Linked DNA regions of Mus musculus: regions 1, 2, 3, 5 and 6 are each linked to region 4. A link is a contact called in public HiChIP or PLAC-seq and promoter capture Hi-C data. All regions are on one chromosome and are shown on one strand. Each heading gives the region's core, a stretch centred on a gene start, on an enhancer-like site or on the middle of the called end of the contact. The rest is flanking DNA. Distances are from core to core; before and after follow the strand shown. Region 1 holds the start of Nup93 (nucleoporin 93). Region 2 holds the start of 4930488L21Rik (RIKEN cDNA 4930488L21 gene). Region 3 holds the start of Snx20 (sorting nexin 20). Region 4 holds the start of Fto (fat mass and obesity associated). Region 5 holds the start of Bbs2 (Bardet-Biedl syndrome 2 (human)). Region 6 holds the start of Mt2 (metallothionein 2).

Region 1 (3,200 bases), core at 309-2,808, 2.9 Mb after region 4:
GGGAGGAGGGCAGAGACAGGTAGATCCCTGGAGCTCACTGGATAGCTATTTATGCCCATTGGTAAGCGCTGGGTTCAGTGAGAGACCCTGTTTCAAAAAATAAGGCAGAGAGTGACTAGAGGAAGCCACCCAACAGCAACCTTTGACCTCCAAGCACATGTGCACATAGCTGCCCACATACTTCTGCACATACACAAATATATACCACAAACATACACATGCAGGCAGAAAGAAGTTCTGTGCAGCTATAATGCTAATCATTGTGGGCATCTTTGTATGTTAATTGTATTTATGTTTTATAAGCATATAAGGCAAAGCTGACTAGAACACTTTATCAAACAGGCATCTACCAAACTAGAATTATTAATGGTGACAACCTTGCCTAGGCCTGTGTTCACATGGTCCTCATTAGGTCAGGACGGTGACCTTCATTGAAAGATTAGACATGTTCGAGACTGTGCAATCCAAAAAGTGCCTCTTTAACGATTACAGGCTATTACGGGAGCTAAAGCAATGGCTCAGCATACTGCTCTTGCAAAGGACTTTGGGTTTGGTTCCTAGTACCCATGCCGCCTCACAACCACCTGTAATCTTACTCCGGAGATCTGATGACCTCTTTTGGCCTCCTTGAGCACCAGGACACACACACACACACACACACACACACACACACACACACACACACACTCACACACGAGTGCTTACAGTTAGCCCCACACTCTTTTACATTTGTCAAAACCTCCTCCTATCCAGGTCTCTCCTCTCAGCAGCTGCTGAGACCTGCAGCTTGCCTGTCCTGTTATTTTTCTCTCAAACTCCCAACAAAATTGTTTTCATTCAGCGCCTGTTTTCAAATTTCTTTTACCCACTAGACTAAGAACCTCCTGAAGGGTTCTTGTATATCCCAGTGACACACTTTGTTCCCAACGCGGCCACACTGAAGTAATCTCTTTTCTTTGGGTATCACCACTGCTTTTTTCTGTAATTGGCCAACGGGGCAGGTGGCCAGCCTAGCTTGCTTGTTCAGGCTGCCAAAAGACAGCCTTTTCCCTTGAGAAACTCCAAAACATGTTTTTATCTTTCACCTTTCAGTTGGAATGACACCTTTCCTGGCCATCCGACCATTTTTCTTCAATTAGTTTGCTTTTCCGTTCTTAGCTCTCCTAATTACTGCTGCATTTATTCACTATATTTTGTTTCCCTGGCCAAGCTGAGAACTGCTTGAGGTCAGGGATCTTGTCTGCTGTGGAAGTCACCGTGTTCCCTGCACCTAGAACAGGCCCAGGCACTTGACTGAAGCTCTACACCGAGTGGCCGAGCTCTCTGGGTCTGCCCAGCATTGGGAACTGCGGAAATGCTTCCTCTAGGACTGTCAACTCCAACCACGTGGGCGGGAGCAGGGCGGAGCTCCTTGACTTACTTGTAGCGACAGCCCCGCCTCCGGCCCCGCCCCGCCCCCACGCCTGTGTCCTCTTGCGGGTCTCCATAAAGTTCATTTGGCGGCGCAACGCGCAGGGGCTTCTGGGAGCTTACTGCCTCAGCCAATCAGGAGGCGCGGGCGAGCGGCGCGAGAAGCGGCGGCGGCGGCGTAGTGAAGAAGCCGGCAGCGGGCGGCGACGGAGGCAGGTAAGGTGTGTGAGGTGTGGGCGCCCACGCGGCCCCGAGCCGACCCTGGGCCCGAGTTCGGGGCCTGGCCTTGAAGCAGAACACCGAGCCTAGTTCGAAGAGGCTCGTGCTTCCTCTCTTGCTGTAGCTGGGCATGCCGGCCGGCGACTGCTCGCCGAGTGCTGTGACTAGGCTCTTCCGAGCGTGGTCCTCCCCACTGGTGCTCTGTCGCCACGCCCACCCACGGCTGCCAGGCGTCACCCGGCCTGACTGCCCTCTTTGGGGCGTGGGGGCCGTTCTTCTAGAGAATGGCTCTTCCGGGTGAAGGGGCGGCCAGCGAACCCCTGTCAACTTTAATCTCCTTTTACGGAGAATCCGACAGGATGCTAATGATTGCCGCTTCGGTTGTCTCACCTGTTTCTGGGTACCCTGTATCCTGTCTTCTGTAAGGGATGCCCAAGTATATTGGGTCCCTTCTGAAAGAAAATCACAGCATGGGCGGCATGGTGTCGCTTTCAAAGCGAGTTGAAGCCAGCCTGATCTACATTAGACCCTGCCCCACCCCTACCCCCCTAGATGACTTTCAGTACAAGCAAAGGTCAGCGCTTTAGTAATAATAACAGTAATACTAATCATAGAAATAACAACAACAATAGTAATATAAGCTCCCTGTAGTGAGCTGTAAGGCTTTTAAATAACGTGACCCATACTTTCAATGTCTGTTACACCCCACATTCTCTCCCCACCCCCAACACCACCGCAGGACATGCTTTGACTTAAGGGCTTTGTTCTTGTGGTTGGATGTCTGTTTTGTCTGCTCTCTTTCTTGGAGTCTTCACTAGGGCCATTAGAATCTAAGCCTTTCCTCACTCTTCTTGTCTTCACTGCTTTTTTTTTTTCCCCTAAGCATTTAGGTTTTATTTGTCCTATGTATTGTTTGTCCTTCCCCGACCCCTGTAGAACATGAGTGCCTACCTAGTACTTAAGTTTGGTACACAATAAAGTAGGTGCTCAATAAATATCAAATAAATGAATGTTACTGATATTATAGGCTTGTGGTGAATGAGACAGGCTTCTTTCTTGGGAAGACATCACACACATAAGCAATAAACATAAATATTAAAACCATGAGACTTGAACTGTTGGAGCTGTGGTGAACTTGGGTTCTTCTCCCTCCCTCCCTCCCTCCCTCCCTCCCTCCCTCCTCTCTTCCTCTCATTTGTGTGTTCTTGTGTGTCTTTTATGTATGTGGATATTTCTGTGGAGGCCAGAAGAGAGTGTCTGATTCCTTGGAGCTAGAGTTACAGACAGCTGTAAATCACTGATGTGGGTGCTGGGACCTGGGCTGGCGTCCTCTACAGAGCTGTAGATTTTCTTAACTGCTGAGCCATCTCTCTTACCCCTGAGCCTATAAGGTAGATGCATTTTGAGGTGTTTGTGTGTGTGTCAGAGTAAAGATCAGGAGGAGGTCCCAACTCTGTTATGGTCACTAGTCATTTTAATTAGCAAACATGTTTTTAGTTCTATTATGTGCCAGGCTTAGGTCAATGCTCAGGATTCAGAGTTAAATATCTGTGAACCTTCCTCTACGGGAA
Region 2 (3,152 bases), core at 393-2,892, 2.5 Mb after region 4:
CTCTAGTTGTATGAATGACAGTGTCCGCCATATTGATCAGAACATCACACTATTGGCGTGCTTATGATCATAACTCTTGCTCGTGGAGTATTTCGTGTTTCACTGCCTCCATTTCTGTCTCTGCCTCATCTTCTTTCCCCTCCTCCTCCACCCCACCCCTCGAATCCCACTTCCCCCTGCTTCTCTTGAGGCAGTGATTTTGAACTTGACTAAAACATGGAGGGGACCCAGCCCTAGCAGATTGGGGTGGAGGATCAAGTGTTTGCTGTTCACGAGTTTGGTGCTGAATTCCTGGTGGCTGTGGCTTAGACGACCCCCCCCCCCAAAGCGAGCAAGGGTTAGGGGAGGGGGCGTGCACTGGGGAGAAAGGATGGGTTTCCAAGCGGATGTGACAGACACAGCCTTATCCAAGGCAGAGGTGGGAGGGTCTGTGGGGCTAAAAGCCAGTTTCATCTGCCCTCCAGCCCCTCTCCTCCCTGGCCCTCCAGCCTTTGCTCTTCTGACACCCGCAGGTTCCAGTCACTGTGTAGCCTTTATCGTTGTATTTACACTCTGTATTCTACCTTCAATGCGGATTTCAGGCCCTACTTGCCACCGCCCCCTTTCTGCCTTAGATATCAGTTTCCCCTCCTAATTAACTGGGGGTGGATTTGAGTGATGGTTGAAAATTAAAACAAAATGGGATATTCCTTCCTTTCCACATTTCCCCACTTAGGAGCCTCGCCCGTCCTTCCTCCTCTCTGGCTTGCTTCTTGCCCCATCCACTCCACGGTTCCCGGTGAGCCTCCAGGCAGCTCTGCCTGGGGAGGGGTGGCCGGCAGGGAACGGGTGCGTGCCTTCCGGGCCTCCTGGCCCTGTTTCCGTTGGCCTGTCAGTTCGGGACGGAGGAGTTCGTTAGGACCGTTTAGCGAGGATTCCATGTCGCTTTGCTGTGACACCTTCGTGCACACACAGCTCCTAATTAGAGGTTGCTGTGCTGTAAACAAAAATGATTATTTTTCAACTTGACAGAATAGCCGAAGTAATTGCATCCCGTAGGAAAACAATGGAAAATAAAAGCCCCTTTCGAGGGAAGGTGGGTGGGAGACAAATCGTGCTTGTGGTTTCAAAACCAAGAAGCAAAAATTCTTGCATGTGTAACAGGCATGACAAGCGAGTTCCAGGCGGCGCCATGATGGTAGGGAGCAGCGACTAGGAGACAGTTTCTCCCATCTGCTTGGCATGTTCTTATTTGCGTTCGAGAGCTCCCGGGGGCTTTCTTCTCACAGGCCCCTTCGGCTAGCCTCACCCTTCTGAGCCACCAGTAATTTGGCCTGGGGTTTCTCTGGGGCTTGTGCAGTCCAAATGGATGGGGAGGCGGGGCCTGGGGAATTGCTCTTTGCAACAAGGTGCATGTTGCATCTGCCTGGAGCCCTCGCGTGTCGGGAAATGCAAACCGCGCCACCTCTTTCTCCTTAGGGGCAGGTTTCGAAACTTCACAAGTCTGTAATCCACTGTGGCAGGCCGGGAGTCCGGTAGAAGCCTCGGCCTCCTGAGCCAGGGTGAGGTTTCAGGCGTTGTAAGTGGTGGACAGCGCCCAGCCGAGGCTGGAAAAGTCGATGGGGCTGAGCTTGGCTCGGCGGTGTTCGGCTCCGCTCGGCCTGACCTGGGAGCGGGGCTCGGAGGATCTCGACAGTGTTCGGAGCACAGTCGGGGTCCAAGCGGAGAGGGCCGAGCGGCTTCGGCGGCTTCGGAAAGGCCCCGAAGACATTCGGAAACCCTCGGCAGGAGGAGGGCAAAGGAGGTGGAATTGGGGGTGTGGGAGGGGATGGCAAAGAAACTTTGCATCCACCAAAGCAGCTTGCTACCTGCTCTTCCTGAACATGCCTCATAAATTAGGTTGATTTAATAAGAGGTTTAAAAATACGTATCGAGTCCCCAAAAGGGCAACTTGCCTTTTTTATTCAAAGAAAGCTTAGCTCTCTGAGGAGATCCGTGTGCCACTTTAGAATGGAAATTCCTGATTAAGTCCTGGGGCACGAAATCTTAAAGGAAGACTGAGGAGACATTCTGAGGAAAGTCCTGTGCGTCTGACTTATATTGGGTTGCACTGAGGAAGATGGGGTGAAGTGTCCGATGTTTGATTCTATTTAATCGGAAATCAGAACATTTTTCTCTTTTCCTGCATTTCTTCCTTTCTCTATTCCCACAAACACCTTTTCTGTGAAAACTGCCTGTCAAAACTGAGATTTTTTTTTTGTAATTGATTTTTTTTTTGTTTGTTTGTTTCCCTTTAAGAACAAAACGTGCCAGATCTCTTTAGGAAATCGGCTAGGTTTGATCAGAATGTCCACCAGAAATGGGTGTGAGCACGCCAGTTGTGCCACAAAAAACCCAGCTGACCTGCCCTCCTGAAGCATTCATGAATGGCAGTTTTTCCTATGAGCTGAGCCTGAAATAAATCAGATCAGGGACTTGTGCCAAGCCGAATGCAGGACTTGTTTTATTAACCACAAAATGTGAGGTTGGTGTCACTGTATCCCGGTGACAGATTCTTTGGAGTCCTCACTTCCAGAGATGGGTTTTGAGATCACCACTTGAGTGAGAGTCATTTGTAGCCGGGGAAGATTGTACTTTCTGGGTGGGGCCAGCCCAGAAAGCCTCGGTAGCATTTGCAGAAAGCAATTTCCTGTTTCCCTGTGCAATATGATTGGTGACGAGCCCGTCAGGCCATATGTGTAAGTTAATTCAGATGCTGTGTTGTTTCACCTAGGCAGATGAAATTAGATGGTTAGAGAGTCTGCCGTTGGTGACACCCTGTGAGGAGCCAGGGATTGGGCCTAGTAGCACAGCCCCTTCCTTTGGGTTGAGAGGAGGAATATTGCTATCCGAATGTTATCAGATCCTTTGTCATCAGCGTTTTCAGAAGGCAAGGAGCTGCTTCAGTCGGCTTGTGTCCTCGTCCAGGTTGCGGTGCTGCTTATGAGGAGGAATCAGAATATGCCTGTAGCAGCTAGTGAAGCCGTTAGGGACTGGCAGGCAGAGACACTGCCTAGAACAGGGCGTTATTACCCTCATCAGCCCAGGGCCGTTACACACTCAAACCTTTGGAATTTTTCTGCACAATGCAATAAGGGGGAGTTTGCATCAATTTTCAGAAGCCTAATTCTCAA
Region 3 (3,471 bases), core at 626-3,125, 2.7 Mb before region 4:
CACAACCCATAGGTTGAGAACCACTGTGCTAAGTGCTAAAGCAAGATAGTAGGTAGTCCATAGGCTGTCATATTTAACAGGGGGTTTTATTTGTTTGCTTGCTTTTGTTTTTTGAGATAGTGCTTCACTATGTAGCCCAAGCTGCCCGGAAGTCATAATCTTCCTGTCTTTGCCTCCCTAGGGCTGGGACTACAGGTATGCCAAGGGGGCCTATTTTACCGAATGGAGATGTAGTGTTTCCTATGGGCACTCTGTACTCTCCCTATGATTTTGTCTGTGAAGTGAGTGGTGGCTTGTGGAACTGGCCCTAGTGGTCCAGGCCTTTCCAGATCTGCAGGGAACTTCTTCCATGGGGCTTCGGAAGACCGCAGAAATGTGCCCGTGCTGCGTGCTCTGGTAAACCATTCAAAAACTGGCATGAAACCGAGGCTTAGAATAAAACTCAAAGCCACAACCAAAGCTGTTCCTGTCCTCTTACAGGACAGGCTGGGAGTGACCCATTTAAAGACAAGTAGATAAAGATGATATGTTGACAGTTTCCCAAACACATCCAAGCCTCAGTTTCCCCCTGTGGGCAATTGATCCTTTTGCTAAGCTCCTTGGTTTTTTGTTTTTTTAGTTTTTTGAGACAGAGTTTCTCTGTATAGCCCTGGCTGTCCTGGAACTCACTCTGTAGACCAGGCTGGCCTCGAACTCAGAAATCTGCCTGCCTCTGCCTCCCAAGTGCTGGGATCAAAGGCCTGCGCCACTACGCCCAGCTGCTAAGCTCCTTGGGGACAGAGGGTTCTGAGGGCTGCCTTATCACTCCACACCCTCAGTGGGAAAGATTTCTAGCCATCAGAACAAAGCACTGCAGATGTTGGGACTGGACTTGGCCCAGAGGACAGAGCAGAGTCGCAGGCTCCCACCCCTCCACCCCTTACTATCTTCTGTGCATGACAATCTTCATTTTCCGGGAGCCTTGGCTCTTGTTCCCCACTTCAAGGGGCCCTGCCCTCTTCAGTCCTCCTCCTTCATACACAGGGCCACTTGTAGAGCCGAGGCCACCTTTCTCGGGGGCAGGGGGAAGGTTGTGGGGGGTGGCTAATGAAAATCTGGTAGAATATAGTAAAAGCCCTTGCCCATAAGACAGAAGAACTGAGAGGCACCCATTCAAAGAGGAGGAGGAAGGAAGGAAAGGAAGGACAGGGAGCGGCAGCCCTGGCTGCGGGAGTTTGAGTTTAAGTCTCCTTTCTTTGTAGGGCAGCCTCCTCAGGTCTCCATTGAAGGGCCAGCCAAGGCTCCACCTGCCCTGAGCACCATGGGACCCCTGGGTGCTTCTCTGTGGAGCTTGCCGCTGGAAGCGCTCTCAGTTGGGTGTGCACATCAGAATCCCCACTGGGACTGGGGAGAGGAAGTGTTAGGAGCTCTAAGGCAAGCAGGCTGCCTACCCCACAACACCCAGACAGAGCTGGGGTGGGCTCCGGATTCTTACTCGGCTACAGGGTCCACCCTTTGAGAAATACAAGCCTGGACTTGTTCCCAGGAACAGGACCAGTGCCTGGCATTGCAAAAGGAGTCAGGCTTAGAGGTTGGAGGTGGGTTTGGCCCCAGTTTCTAAGGACAGCCCATACTCTCACCACCCTTGGTCCCTCCTAACCAGTACCCAGGGAGTTCCTAGAGGGCCTCTCAAGGACATCACTGGGTCTCAGGGCGCAGAAGCCAGCTACGCTTGGGGTCAAACACTGACTGACCTGGGATCTTCAGGCTTTGTGGGTTCGGGGTCCAGGAGAGTCACATGCCCCAGTCCGATCTCTTTTTGCAAGGTCCAACTAGATGGCTGAATGTCTGCCGCAATCCTGAGTTCTCCTTTTGAAAACAGGAAATGGGCTGAGTGATCTCCTTCAGGGGCCCCAGCTTATTGGTTGCTGAAAGATGTACATTGAACCTCCTAGACAAATATCTGCAGTACATCATACAGGCCACGTGGGTCAAGGCCACCAACAGGAGGACAGTTTAACTTCACAGCAGCTTTAAGCAGCTTGATACGTATTAGACACCCGAACGATAGCTGGCATTTGGAGAATTCATTTCAAAGTCCTTTGTTTTAGTCCTTTTCTGTGGCAATGACAGAAGACGATAAACTGAAGGAAAAAAAATCACACACACGAAAGTTTATTTAGTTTATAGCTCTGGATCCGGAACATGCAAGAGCACACTGGTAGTGTCTGTGAGGGCTGTCCTGCCGCATGTGACATGCCATGGTAGGAGGTGGACAGACAAGAGAAAGCTTACCTTATGCACCCCAGTTTCACAGTTACAGCATAAATCCCTTTATGAAGACTGTCCTTATGACAGTCAACTCTCAGAAGACCCTACCTCCCAAACCCATTATGTTAGGGATCTCAGTCTAACATGAGGATTTGGGGATACATTCTTTTAATAGTTATTATCCTAGCTATGAGCTAGGCATAATGGGGCCCTTCGTGTTCTGTTGACAAGCTGGAGAACTGAGGTTTGGTGCATGGAGCTGGTGGGATGCGGAGCCAGTGCCTGACACAGAAAGGTCATGGGATAGGCTAGGGTACGGCCCAGGTGGACATCTTGCACTCCCCTGGCTGTGAATGAGCCAGGCTGTACCTTCTCTACCCTTGGCATGGCTAATACTTCTTGAAGCCATTCTACAGTGTGGGCAGGGGTGTCACCTCATAGCTTACAACACTGGGTCCCACAAAGGATAATTATGGTAGACATTTTACAGGCTTATTTCCCACCCATCTCTTCTCCGTTGGAGTCCATTGCCTTCTTTGTCTTTTATCGAATTGCGTTAATGGCTGAAGATAGGCCGAGAGGGTTCCTTTGGGTACATGTGCTTCTTAATCTCTTTTTCCTCCCGAGGCTCACATTTGCACTGAAAGGATCTTGTGATGAATAGATGCTGTCTACCATGCTCAACTAAATCAATCTTGCTTTTCACTGTCACAGAGGTTTCGCCCTCATTTGCATCTGCTTCAACCCCACAGGCCCTCAGGAAGCTTATGATGAGTCAAGGTGTACAGAACACTTAATGGTGTCATGCTGAGCGTGTGAGGCTGGCAACTGAGGGCATACTAAAATCCTCATCGTTTGCCTTTCTGCTCAGGACTCTGTACAACATCCTGCCTCTCTGCACCACCATCACTATCATACCAAGAACACACATATCCATAAGAATTTGGTTTTGGCAAGAGCTTGAGAGAACTACTGTGCATGGCGTGCCTCTGGCTAGCCAGTCCCAGCTGCAAGGGCCGGATCTCATTTGCCTCTGCCTCGTGTTGCCTGGCAGAGGGCCTAGTGTGGTAAAGAGACAAGAGGTTGCAGAGAGGTGTGTGCCTCTGCCCCTCCTCTTCCTACCGTGCATCTTTCCAGCTCCTTGCCCTGTCTCTGCCCAGGCTTGAAATCTGTGAGATGCCACAGCAGGCTCTACATTCTTCTCCAAACCCTGTGAGCTCA
Region 4 (3,197 bases), core at 54-2,553:
GAATTCAAAGATCTCCCTGCCTCTACTTCCAGAGTGTTACGATTAAAGTCGGGTGTCACCATGCCCTGAGTAGACTCTGAATTTGTCCTGAGTGTGCCACCACCCTGCTGTGGCTTATTGCTTACAGCAACAGCCTTTGTCATTATCCCAGAGTTGTATCGTAATTCATTGTCATGTCATGCATTTTTAACCTAGTATATTTTCACACCTATATCATAGTTTCTTGCTTATATCTGTCCCCTACCACTCCCCCCCCCATCTCTCTAGCTTCCTCTCACTGGTCTCCTTCCTCCCCCAAATAGTTCCTCTTCTGCTATCTGATGTCACATAGTAGACATTAACGCTATCATTTATTGAATGAATGAATGAATGAATGAATGCCAGGCACTGAGTTTAAACAAAGTCTCTGCCCTGTAATGGCTTTAACAGACTATGGGAGTAGTCAGATGAGAAACAGTAATAAAGAATAAAAGATAGGCCACTAGAAACTGATTGTGGTGGTGGGAACTTGAGGCAAGACCTATTATTGATTGAATTTGAGACGAGCATGGGCTAAAAAGGCTAGTTTAAGGCCAGCCTAGGATGCATAGGGAGACCCCCTTTTAAAAACTAATCGACAATCAGCAGCAGCAGCAACAACAACAACAGTAACAAGCCAACAACAACAACAGTAACAAGCCTCTTGGGAGGCTTAGGTTCTACCATCCAAGCCCAGTTTCTGGGAAACAGAGTGAAATGTGACTGGGACCTTTGAGTTGTAGGACTTAGGGTTGCCAATTCTTATCAGCTGCGTTTCTGGCTGGGCGGGCGGTCAGGGCGAGTCAGATGCAGGCCTGCGGATGTGGAGGTGTGTCGGGATGGACTGCTTTCCACGCAAGAATCCCAGGTCTATCCTGGGCTTCGAACAGACTCCAGGCTCAGTTGTGAGGCCGCGGAAGAGCCAGCCAACCTGCATTAGCCCCCACCTCACAGAGTACTCACCTCCGCGTTCGCCCTCAGCTAGCTACCGGTTGCTATAGCGCCCAGGGCGCGAGCCTCTGCAGGCCCAGAGGAGCACGGGAAAACAGTGAGTCCCGTTACCCACTGGGAAATGTAGTTCTCCGTAGGGTGCGGGCCGTCGGCGGGTCGCGTAGCGGACTACGCTAGCCCTGCTAGCTGACTGGAGAAATTCAGCTCCGGAGCCCAAGGAGTACTCGGGAGTCTCGCGCAGCATTCTGGGAAGGGTAGTTCTTCTAGGTATTAGAGCAAATGGCTCCAGGCGGGAGAGAGCCGTTGAGAGAACTACACACAGGAGGCGGGGTCCAGGGCGAGGGGGAACACGGCCCACGGTGGCGAAGGCGGCTTTAGTAGCAGCATGAAGCGCGTCCAGACCGCGGAGGAACGAGAGCGGGAAGCTAAGGTATGTGGGGCTCCGGGCGTCTGGGATTCTGTGTTAGTCCCGGGCTAGAGGCAGGGGACCCGCAGACCCGCTGGGATGGCTGAGTGGATGCTCGGCGTTAAGCCAAGGGGTGTCAGGGCCTTGTTTGCAAGAGACCTGCAGACGTGGTGTGAGTGTGCGCGCGCACGTCTGTGCTGTGAATTCATATTGCTCTGGATGCAGATCTGGATACAGTTAGTCTTGGTCAGAAATGAAAAGATAGACATCTATGTCCCTGTCCTGCTTCTGTCCCTATTCCTTGGTTATATTTGTAGCCACTCTCGAGCCTCAGTTTACCAGTTTACCACCTGTGTGTTTTCAGCTCGAGCGCAGCTGAGCCACAGATTTAGTATGGTGACATGTTTTTATTTGGAGCATTGCCTCAATGGCCAGATGACTTGTCTGCGTGGTCAGCACATCAGATACGCTTTACATAGCTTCTGTGGGTAGTACATTCCTGGACTCCGTCCTTGCTGTTCAGCTTTCTGACAGTGGACACTCCTTGGGATGACAGTAACAGCAACGGCGACTTATTTGCAGCATTTTTTTTTTTTTGTATCAGACACCTACATTAAATGCATAATTATTTCATATCATTGCAGCAGATGGCAAGACAGATATTACATAGGTAGAGTATAAACAGTCCGTTATGAAGATGAGCACTGGAAGCTCAATATTTTCCTTTTCCCCCATCCCCAAAGTTGGGACCTATTGATTTGTTCTAACTTATCAGCATTCAGTCCCCCTCAGTGGACACAACAGATTCTGCCCATCTTAAAAGTCTCTCTTGTCTGTAGCTCATTTGGCCAAAGGCCCTTGGCTATGCCGTTTGGTGCTTATTCTATGGTAGGTAAATACTGGCAGCGAGGATCAGTAGGAAATAAAACAGGTACAGTACTTGCTGTCGTAGAATTTTGTCTTGTAAGATTCCTAAGTCAGTTAGGAATCTAAGGGTTTTGGGTCTTGGGTGTAATGGCCTGAGTTATGTATTTTACAGACATGGACACGGAGTCTGGCAGAAGTTGGCCTTTGCTCAGGGCCTTTTGTTTCCTAGGTGGCATTAGGGATCAGGAGCTGCCCCTCTCTAATCTCCTAGCTCCATTTCTAGTCTCTTTGTGAAAGACATTGAAGTACTGGCTGATGCGAAGCACAGGTAGTTGTGTTAAGTCCTAGACAATGTCTCAGTAATCGTAAGTGATTGCTTGACTTTCTGTTCAGCTAAGTTAAGGCCCAGTGTATAGAGAGAATCTTGCAGTCATTTGTTGTGAACAATTTGATAAGTTTTGACTGTACGTATATGCAAAATGTTCCAGTTGCATAGAGGGCATGGCTCTTTTAAAAAGTTATTTCTTTACAGCCGATTTCTTTATTTTACCCCCAGGCAGTCATGCGATCAGTCATGATTGTTGAATCTATGCTTTCTAGAGTTTTTCATCTAAGCCGAAGCAGACAGCATATACCCGGATGCCGTTTTTACTGATCACAGTAATTTTTGAGACCTATACGTGTTAACGCACATGTTATCAATTGTTCCGTTTCTGTGGCTGAGTGGTAGTGCACTTTGTGTGATTCCACTTATTCATTCACTCACCTGTGGCTGGGCATTTGGATTCTTACAGGTTGGAGGCTAACAAGGAAAACAGCCATGGAAAAATCCTGTATCTTTATTTACACTGCGTAATGCGTCCATTTGCCATTTCCCAAAGTATTTCACCTCTGTGTCTAGGCAATTTGTTTGTTTGTTTGTTTGTTTGTTTGCTTGCTAGGGCCACCTTTGATG
Region 5 (3,479 bases), core at 81-2,580, 2.8 Mb after region 4:
CCAGGCTCTATAGCACATGTGAAGGTCAGATGACAACAACTTACAAGAGTCAGATCTCTCTCCATGTTGTGTGTCCCTAGGACAGAACTCAGGTCATCAAACTTAGCAGTGCATGCCTTTATCCAAGTGACAATTGGACAAAGAACTCCCTTCTTCTAAAATTTTAATTTTGAGACAGGGTCTTCCTATGTTGCCCAGGCTAGCTTTGAACTTATGATCCCAATCTCTTGAACAGATAAAATAACAAATGTGTAGCACTACCTCAGGACTGGTAGCGCCTCTTAACTAGTAGCATCACATACCAAGACGAATGTTCAGCATTTTACTTCACCATACCAGTTTATGAAATCATAACCCATTTAAACGAATCCTTATGTTCCTGCTACGGAACCCTAGAAGTAGCATATAAGGTAACATACAACACACATGGCAGTGTCTTGAAAACTCCTTACACAAATGCAATTGTGTACCTGGCATACCTGCTGAGTCTAACAACAAGAATTCAATCTCACTTTCACAATTTCTTTTGTTTGCAAACTGGGTCTAAATCTGAATTTTTTTTTTATCTGTGACCCTGACACCCCTTTCTCAGTATGTGGCTCATAATAACCATTTAATGAACACTTAGGTTATGGGGATAAGATCTGAATGTACGTGATCAAGGACCAAAACTACAATCTGAATTTAACATTGGGTTGTTGTCCCCACCCCACCCGCTTCCTCCACTGTAAAGAGGCAAATATGGAAGAGAATCCTGGAGGCAAGCAGAGGCCCTGGGCATGAATCTGGAGTCAGCAATCGCTGCTACTCCTGGACAAGCGCTCCTTTTTCTTGAGACTTCTTTTCCCTAGGTTCCTGATCTGTCCTCAATACTGTTCAACACTGAGAACCTGGTGATAAAAAACGTCACTGCTACAAAGCTGTTCTTTGAAATCCCACTTTGATGGGACTGGAGCCAAGGACAGCGGCGACCGGTTGCCAGGCAATGCGGGCAGGGGGCGGGGCAGCGTGAGGGGCGGGATCTGGAGGAGGCAGGAGTCCGGGTGGGAGCGGTTACCTTGCCCGCTTGGGTGGCGGCAGCCAAGCACGGGTGAGTCCCGTCGTAGCGCCCTATGGCCACCATGCGGGGGCTGATTTTGTGGCGCAGTTTCAGAGTGAACACAGGCAGCAGCATGATGGCGCCAGCTAGGGGCGGAAGACAGATGCCCGACGCAGGCGCAAGGCAAGCAGCTTGGCCGGCCGGTTGCCTAGCAGCGGATGAGGAGTAGGAGGTAAATACACGCAGGACTGCGGAACGCCACAGGCCCGGCGCCGGAAGCGCAGACTAGAGCGCGATCGGTGTCGCCAACTCTCTCTACGCCTGCGCGGACCCTCCCAGCGGCAGAGCTACGCAAGTCCCAACTAGCTCCTGCGACTGCGCAGTGGCGTCGTGCCTGGTTGGCCTGCGTTCTTTGTCTGTCCTCGGACTGCGGCTGTAAATTAGTGTTAGATGAAGCCTTACCTTGGCGTCTGGGATGGCGGTGTCTAAGCCAGTACCTCCCCAGGATTCTCTGTAGCGTGTCAGCCAAGCTGCACCCCGTACACGCCACACACTATGTCACCCTTTCATTCGTTCAAGAACTAAGGCTTTACGGGGCGGATAGTTAAGTGGGTGAAGACACTTGATACCAACCCTGATGACCCGAGTTGGAAGCAGAAAACCAGCTCCAAGGACATGCACACGCACGATTAAAAAAACAAAACAAAACTAACGTTAAAGTGCTTAGTGTATCCCTTGCTTTAGCTGTTATGCCCAGGCAAACGTCAATAGTAACCCGAAAATAATAATCCCCTCAAGATAAAAGTAAAGAGTATAGTTTATTTAAATAGTTTAGGTGGTAAATATAAAGCAGTAGAGAACGATGCAAAGTTGAGGGACATGGGAAGGGAAAGAGTACTTCTCTCCCAAGTCCAGTTAAGGCGCTCCACCAGCTGAGTCAAGATTTTCAGGACAATTAGCATTTGTACAAAGTTGCTCAGCTAGAGACAACATGCCCTTTATATGAAAAGACTTTCAACTAAGAATGTTGAAAAAGCACTGAATCCTGCTTAAGTACTAAACGGACATGGCCTTTCTCCTTTGCCAGCTGTAAATCTGTAATTTGCTAGGGACCTCACAAGAAACCCTACTTAAATAAATGATGTGACTTAACTCTTTACATCCTTGTGACAAGTCGGTTCATCTTAGCAAATTGCAAACTCTACTCAAAGCACCGGTGAAGTCACCTTATAAACGTATTCATCAAAAAGAAGGGAAAGAAAGAAGAGTAAATGTGCGGGGGGGGGGGGGGGGGGGGGGGGGGGGGGGGGAGTAGAAGAAAGGAACTAGCAGGTGAGAAGGATCAGCCAGCCATAGTATGCATGAAAATGTCATAAAAGACCTGCTACTTTGTAAGCTAATTTTCAAAGTAAAACAAAAGAGAGAAAGAAGATGGGAGTGGGGTGGAATTCCTAACAGCCCATTGAGATATAACTAGAGCTACTAAGCAGTCTATGTAGCTGATAAGATACTAAGTGAGTCGTTCCCTCTTGAAACCCACATCCAAGCTTTTGGCTATGTATTATTCTATCCCTTAGCACCTATCCTCTCTTTTAAACTCCTTCCCAGCCCCTCCCCGTTATGCTTATATTATAGTATAGCATATTACATTACATTAATTATGTATGGTATATGGTGTGTGTGTGTGTGTGTGTGTGTGTGTGTGTGTAAAACAATACCATGTGTTCTAGGGACCAAACTCATGTCATCAGCCATGTTGTTTTTAACCTGCTGAGCCATCTTGGTGACCAAAATCTCAGGAAACTTCAACTGCTTCAAACTGTCTGGTCCTGGAATTCTTTGCTGCAGTGAAACCAAGAATCCTGTTGTCACTTGGATGGAGGTCTCAGAAAGGAGTGCCCAGTGCTTGGGCTGCTGCAGGTGGCAGAGTGGAGCTGTATCTCTGGCACACACCTCACTGCTGGTGGCAACAGGTAACCTTATTTGGAGAGCAGTCTTTACAGATGTAAGTTAAAGAGCTTGAAATGAGGTCATCCTGGATTAGAGTGGCCCCTAATTCTAATGATATGTATCCTTTTAAGAGGGAGAGAAGACAGAAACAGCCATAGGCACCAATTGAAGATGCTACTCTAAACTGAAGAGTGCCTGAAGGCTCCCGAAGCTCAGAATTCTTCCCTAGAATGTTCAGAGGAAACAGTCTCCTATTAATACCGTCATTTCAGACTTCTGGCTACAGATATGTGTGGGAACGATCTTGTTTTAAGCCAGAAATGTTTGAGAGTGGGGAACTGCTTGTGAACTTCAGGGATATATTCTTTTAGATACAAACATGCAAAATTAAAAAGTTGCAACGAACCATTCATTCTGCACATATGTTTGAGAGCCTACTGTGTGCCCGACAATCTTCCAGAGAATAGATAGCAATAACAGACAAATCTCT
Region 6 (3,433 bases), core at 401-2,900, 2.9 Mb after region 4:
TACAAGCCTGGGTCACATCATTCAAACTTGACTTCCTTTTTCATTGTTGCTTGTATTTTTTGTTTGTTTGAGACAGGGTCTCACCTTATAGCCAAAGCTGGACTGGAACTCACTATGTAGACTAGGCTGACCTTGAACTCACAGAAATTTACGTGCCTCTGCCTCTTGAGTGCTCTGATTAAAGGAACTGGCGGATACATCCAGTCTACGACGTACTTCCATTTTCAAAATCTAAGTCCTAGCGGGAAGTGAGAACTGGGCAGGAATAACCGTACCGTGGGTTAGTTACCTCCATGAATTTACGGGACTTGGCCAGCGGTGACTGCCAACAACATCCTGGCTTGAGGCTGGAGTTACAGCAAAGACTGCTCTGGGGTCAGTCTGGAAAGGGAGCACGGGAGCCCAGAAATCAATCCGGTTCAAGTTCATAGCCAGGGCAGCCACAGAAAGTGCCAGGAAGGGAAAGGACACGGTGTTTAATCACACAATCCATGGACAGCCGTGGGCATCCAGTAATGCCTGGAATGAGTCAAGAAGGCATTGCCCCAGTTTTCACTAAGAGCTGCGAGGACAGCCTGTCCTGTTACAACCCACCCACAGCCTCCGTTGAAAGTATCCGAGTCGGCCTGCCGGGAAGCTTCCGGCACCAGTTTCCTGGCTCTGCAGATGACACAGACATTCCAGCTATGACTTCCAGTCTGATTTCAGCAGACTTAAGCAAGTGGGGAAACACCATGTACCTCCAGGGGAAGAAATTTTGGCTGCCATCTCCACCCTTCCCCTCAGCATCCACCCGTGGGTGGAGGTGGGTCGGGTTACGTGGGGCTTTCCATCCGTGTGTTTCAGAACACCACCATCTGGCCCTTCCTACTTGGCAAACACCCTGGCAAAGGGCCCTGGTCCATATCCTCCCAGAATGGACTGCTTTCGTTCTCTTGAATTCCACCTCCAGCAAAGACCCCCACCATTTTTTCCTGTCACTCGCTGCCCTCCCCCCGCCCCCCAAGAGTAAGTCTTAGCACAAGGCTTGTGTCTATGGTCTCTAGTCTCTTGACAACTGGCTGGTGCCTTAGTGGATTCGAACCCTACACTCATCTTGGGCAAGTGACTATGTGACTGCGTCTCCGTTTCCACTTTTCTACGGTGAGAATAATGAACACTCCAACCAGCGTTTGTAAGGAAAAACGACAGCTCTTACGGTGCCCGCAGCACGTGACACGCAGGGGGGCAGGAGTACATCACCAACAGCAGTTAAGCCAGGGGTAGGGCTGGTTTTTGTAACCGGTTCACACTGCCAGCTAAGTTTTCCTGTACGCAGGGTCTCCAAGCCCCGCTTTCACCCAGGTTAGCACACAAGACATGCGCGGAAACTGTGTCCCCGTGGCGTGATCTGGGCGGCCAGAGGTCTCGTCGCTCAGCATCGCCTCTGCACCCGGCCCCTCGGGCCCCGGGGCACCGCAAAGGGCGCGCGCGGGAGCAAGCAGGTGTCCTGGAACCGGTTCCCACCGGATCGCAGACCCTTTGCGCTCAGCTCCTTTGCTCTCAGTCCCTGAGCCCAGAGAAAGGGGGTGTGACTCAGCGCGGGGGGTGGGGGGAGGGCGTGTGCAGGCTCTGTCCCACGAGCAAAAAGAGGGCCGCTTGCAGAATTCGGGTCGTGCGCAGGCCCAGGGGCGTGTGCTGGCCATATCCCTTGAGCCAGAAAAAGGGCGTGTGCAGGCGGCGGGGGCGCGTGCATGGTGCCTTCCACCCGGGCGGAGCTTTTGCGCTCGACCCAATACTCTCCGCTATAAAGGTCGCGCTCCGCGTGCTTCTCTCCATCACGCTCCTAGAACTCTTCAAACCGATCTCTCGTCGATCTTCAACCGCCGCCTCCACTCGCCATGGACCCCAACTGCTCCTGTGCCTCCGGTAAGGGGGACTGCTGACGGGATTTCTGGGAGAGCTAGACAGGCTTTTTGGCCCCTCCTTTAGTAATTACTTTAAGGGTACGACCGGCTACCCCTTCCGAATGAATTCTGAAGCACTCCTGCTCCTTTAAACTAGTCCTTGAGATAGTGGCTCGCCTACCCGGGTGATTTGCCTCACCTTCCTAGGAGAACAGCGTTCAGGTACTCCCGGGTCCCACTCAACCGCGCTCACTGACTGCCTTCTACTTTTAGATGGATCCTGCTCCTGCGCTGGCGCCTGCAAATGCAAACAATGCAAATGTACTTCCTGCAAGAAAAGTAAGTTGGATCTTCTCTGCCATTTCCCCGTCACTCTCCTGGGGTCCCTAGCCCGCCGCGCCGCGCCTTCCCTCCCGGGAGCGTTCAGGTGGTGTGCCTCTGACAAGGTTTCTCGCTCACGTTCAACTCTTCTCTCCCCACAGGCTGCTGCTCCTGCTGCCCCGTGGGCTGTGCGAAGTGCTCCCAGGGCTGCATCTGCAAAGAGGCTTCCGACAAGTGCAGCTGCTGTGCCTGAAGGGGGGCGGAGGGGTCCCCACATCTGTGTAAATAGACCATGTAGAAGCCTAGCCTTTTTTGTACAACCCTGACTCGTTCTCCACAACTTTTTCTATAAAGCATGTAACTGACAATAAAAGCCGTTGACTTGATTAATTCAGCTTGTCTCTGTGCATTGGTTAAGGGCTGGCAGAGGCGTTGAGATGGGACTGCAGCAGCTGAATTTGAGCTAGTCGGATTATATTTCTCTGGACTTTGACCGCCTAGAAAGTGGTCATGCAGAAGCATGCATTGGTCACAGAAATGGGCCATTCCTACTGGGCGTGTGTGTGTGTGTGTGTGTGTGTGTGTGTGTGTGTGTGTGTGTGTGTGTATTGGGGATTAAACCGAAAGCTTCCTGCTTACTAAACCCAGGTGCTCTAATGCGCCACATCCCTACCCCTAATTATTTTCGGTTTTTAGGCTTAAAGTATGAAATACCTGTAAATAAAAATGGGAGTGAGTCAGATATGACGTCTCCCACGAGTAATAACCCCAACACTTGAGAGCCTGAGGCAGAAGGACCACTAACTCTGAAGCCAGCTTGGTCTCAAATTTTGGTGACCTTTGGTTTTGAGGCCAGATCTTAACTGTGTAACCTAAGCTGTCCTTGAGCTTCTGCCTTAGACTTATAAATTCTGGGCTTACAGACTAAAATCCATTTTTAAAAATTCAGTAACATGGGCTGGCAAGGTGGCTCGGGTTAAGAGCGCTGGCTGCTCTTCCAGAAGTCATGAGGTCAATTCCCAGAAACCACATGGTGGTTCACAACCTTCCATAATGAGATCTGACGCCCTCTTCTGGTGTGTCTGAAGTCAGCTACAGTGTACTTAAAATAATAAATCTTAGCCGGGCGTGGTGGCGCACACCTTTAATCCCAGCACTCCGAAGGCAGAGGCAGGTGGATTTCTGAGTTCGAGGCCAGTCTGGCCTACAAAGTGAGTTCCAGGACA

The links. Promoter capture Hi-C pulls out the DNA fragments that hold promoters and counts their contacts. HiChIP or PLAC-seq counts read pairs in DNA pulled down with a chosen protein or histone mark.
Region 1: a promoter capture Hi-C map of pre-B cells shows a contact between it and region 4, with 5 times the contacts expected there. The contact joins the promoter of Nup93 here to the promoter of Fto in region 4. A contact is called at or near these places in 2 of 39 promoter capture datasets (the HPC-7 cell line and pre-B cells).
Region 2: a contact with region 4 is called in a promoter capture Hi-C map of hippocampal neurons, with 5 times the contacts expected there. The contact joins the promoter of 4930488L21Rik here to the promoter of Fto in region 4. A contact is called at or near these places in 1 of 39 promoter capture datasets (hippocampal neurons) and 1 of 115 datasets of contacts at active chromatin or transcription factors (astrocytes).
Region 3: a contact with region 4 is called in an H3K27ac HiChIP or PLAC-seq map of bone marrow-derived dendritic cells, with 8 times the contacts expected there. The contact joins the promoter of Snx20 here to the promoter of Fto in region 4. A contact is called at or near these places in 1 of 39 promoter capture datasets (pre-B cells), 1 of 484 Hi-C or Micro-C datasets (CD8 T cells) and 1 of 115 datasets of contacts at active chromatin or transcription factors (bone marrow-derived dendritic cells).
Region 5: a contact with region 4 is called in a promoter capture Hi-C map of pre-B cells, with 6 times the contacts expected there. The contact joins the promoter of Bbs2 here to the promoter of Fto in region 4. A contact is called at or near these places in 3 of 39 promoter capture datasets (hippocampal neurons, liver and pre-B cells), 1 of 115 datasets of contacts at active chromatin or transcription factors (astrocytes) and 1 of 9 other capture datasets (liver).
Region 6: a contact with region 4 is called in a promoter capture Hi-C map of hippocampal neurons, with 5 times the contacts expected there. The contact joins the promoter of Mt2 here to the promoter of Fto in region 4. A contact is called at or near these places in 3 of 39 promoter capture datasets (hippocampal neurons, liver and pre-B cells).

What each region holds. Positions count from the first base shown.
Region 1 is chr8:94,213,006-94,216,205 of GRCm38.p6, forward strand. It overlaps Nup93 (nucleoporin 93), which reads left to right and starts at 1,559. Exons shown (of 22, transcript NM_001357266.1): 1 at 1,559-1,626.
Region 2 is chr8:93,811,913-93,815,064 of GRCm38.p6, forward strand. It overlaps 4930488L21Rik (RIKEN cDNA 4930488L21 gene), which reads right to left and starts at 1,643. Exons shown (of 1, transcript NR_026888.1): 1 at 1-1,643. The region is part of intron 2 of Gnao1 (guanine nucleotide binding protein, alpha O); the gene reads left to right.
Region 3 is chr8:88,634,253-88,637,723 of GRCm38.p6, forward strand. It overlaps Snx20 (sorting nexin 20), which reads right to left and starts at 1,876. Exons shown (of 4, transcript NM_027840.3): 1 at 1,734-1,876.
Region 4 is chr8:91,312,222-91,315,418 of GRCm38.p6, forward strand. Fto (fat mass and obesity associated) reads left to right here and starts at 1,304. Exons shown (of 9, transcript NM_011936.2): 1 at 1,304-1,399. The coding sequence starts at 1,355. Rpgrip1l (Rpgrip1-like) reads right to left here and starts at 1,001. Exons shown (of 26, transcript NM_173431.2): 1 at 982-1,001.
Region 5 is chr8:94,097,179-94,100,657 of GRCm38.p6, forward strand. Bbs2 (Bardet-Biedl syndrome 2 (human)) reads right to left here and starts at 1,331. Exons shown (of 17, transcript NM_026116.3): 1 at 1,058-1,331. The coding sequence starts at 1,174. It overlaps Gm39226 (a long non-coding RNA gene), which reads left to right and starts at 2,364. Exons shown (of 2, transcript XR_879106.1): 1 at 2,364-3,012; 2 at 3,121-3,394.
Region 6 is chr8:94,170,968-94,174,400 of GRCm38.p6, forward strand. It overlaps Mt2 (metallothionein 2), which reads left to right and starts at 1,651. Exons shown (of 3, transcript NM_008630.2): 1 at 1,651-1,908; 2 at 2,160-2,225; 3 at 2,369-2,600. The coding sequence starts at 1,881. The coding sequence ends at 2,460. It overlaps Gm39227 (a long non-coding RNA gene), which reads right to left and starts at 688. Exons shown (of 3, transcript XR_879107.2): 1 at 290-688.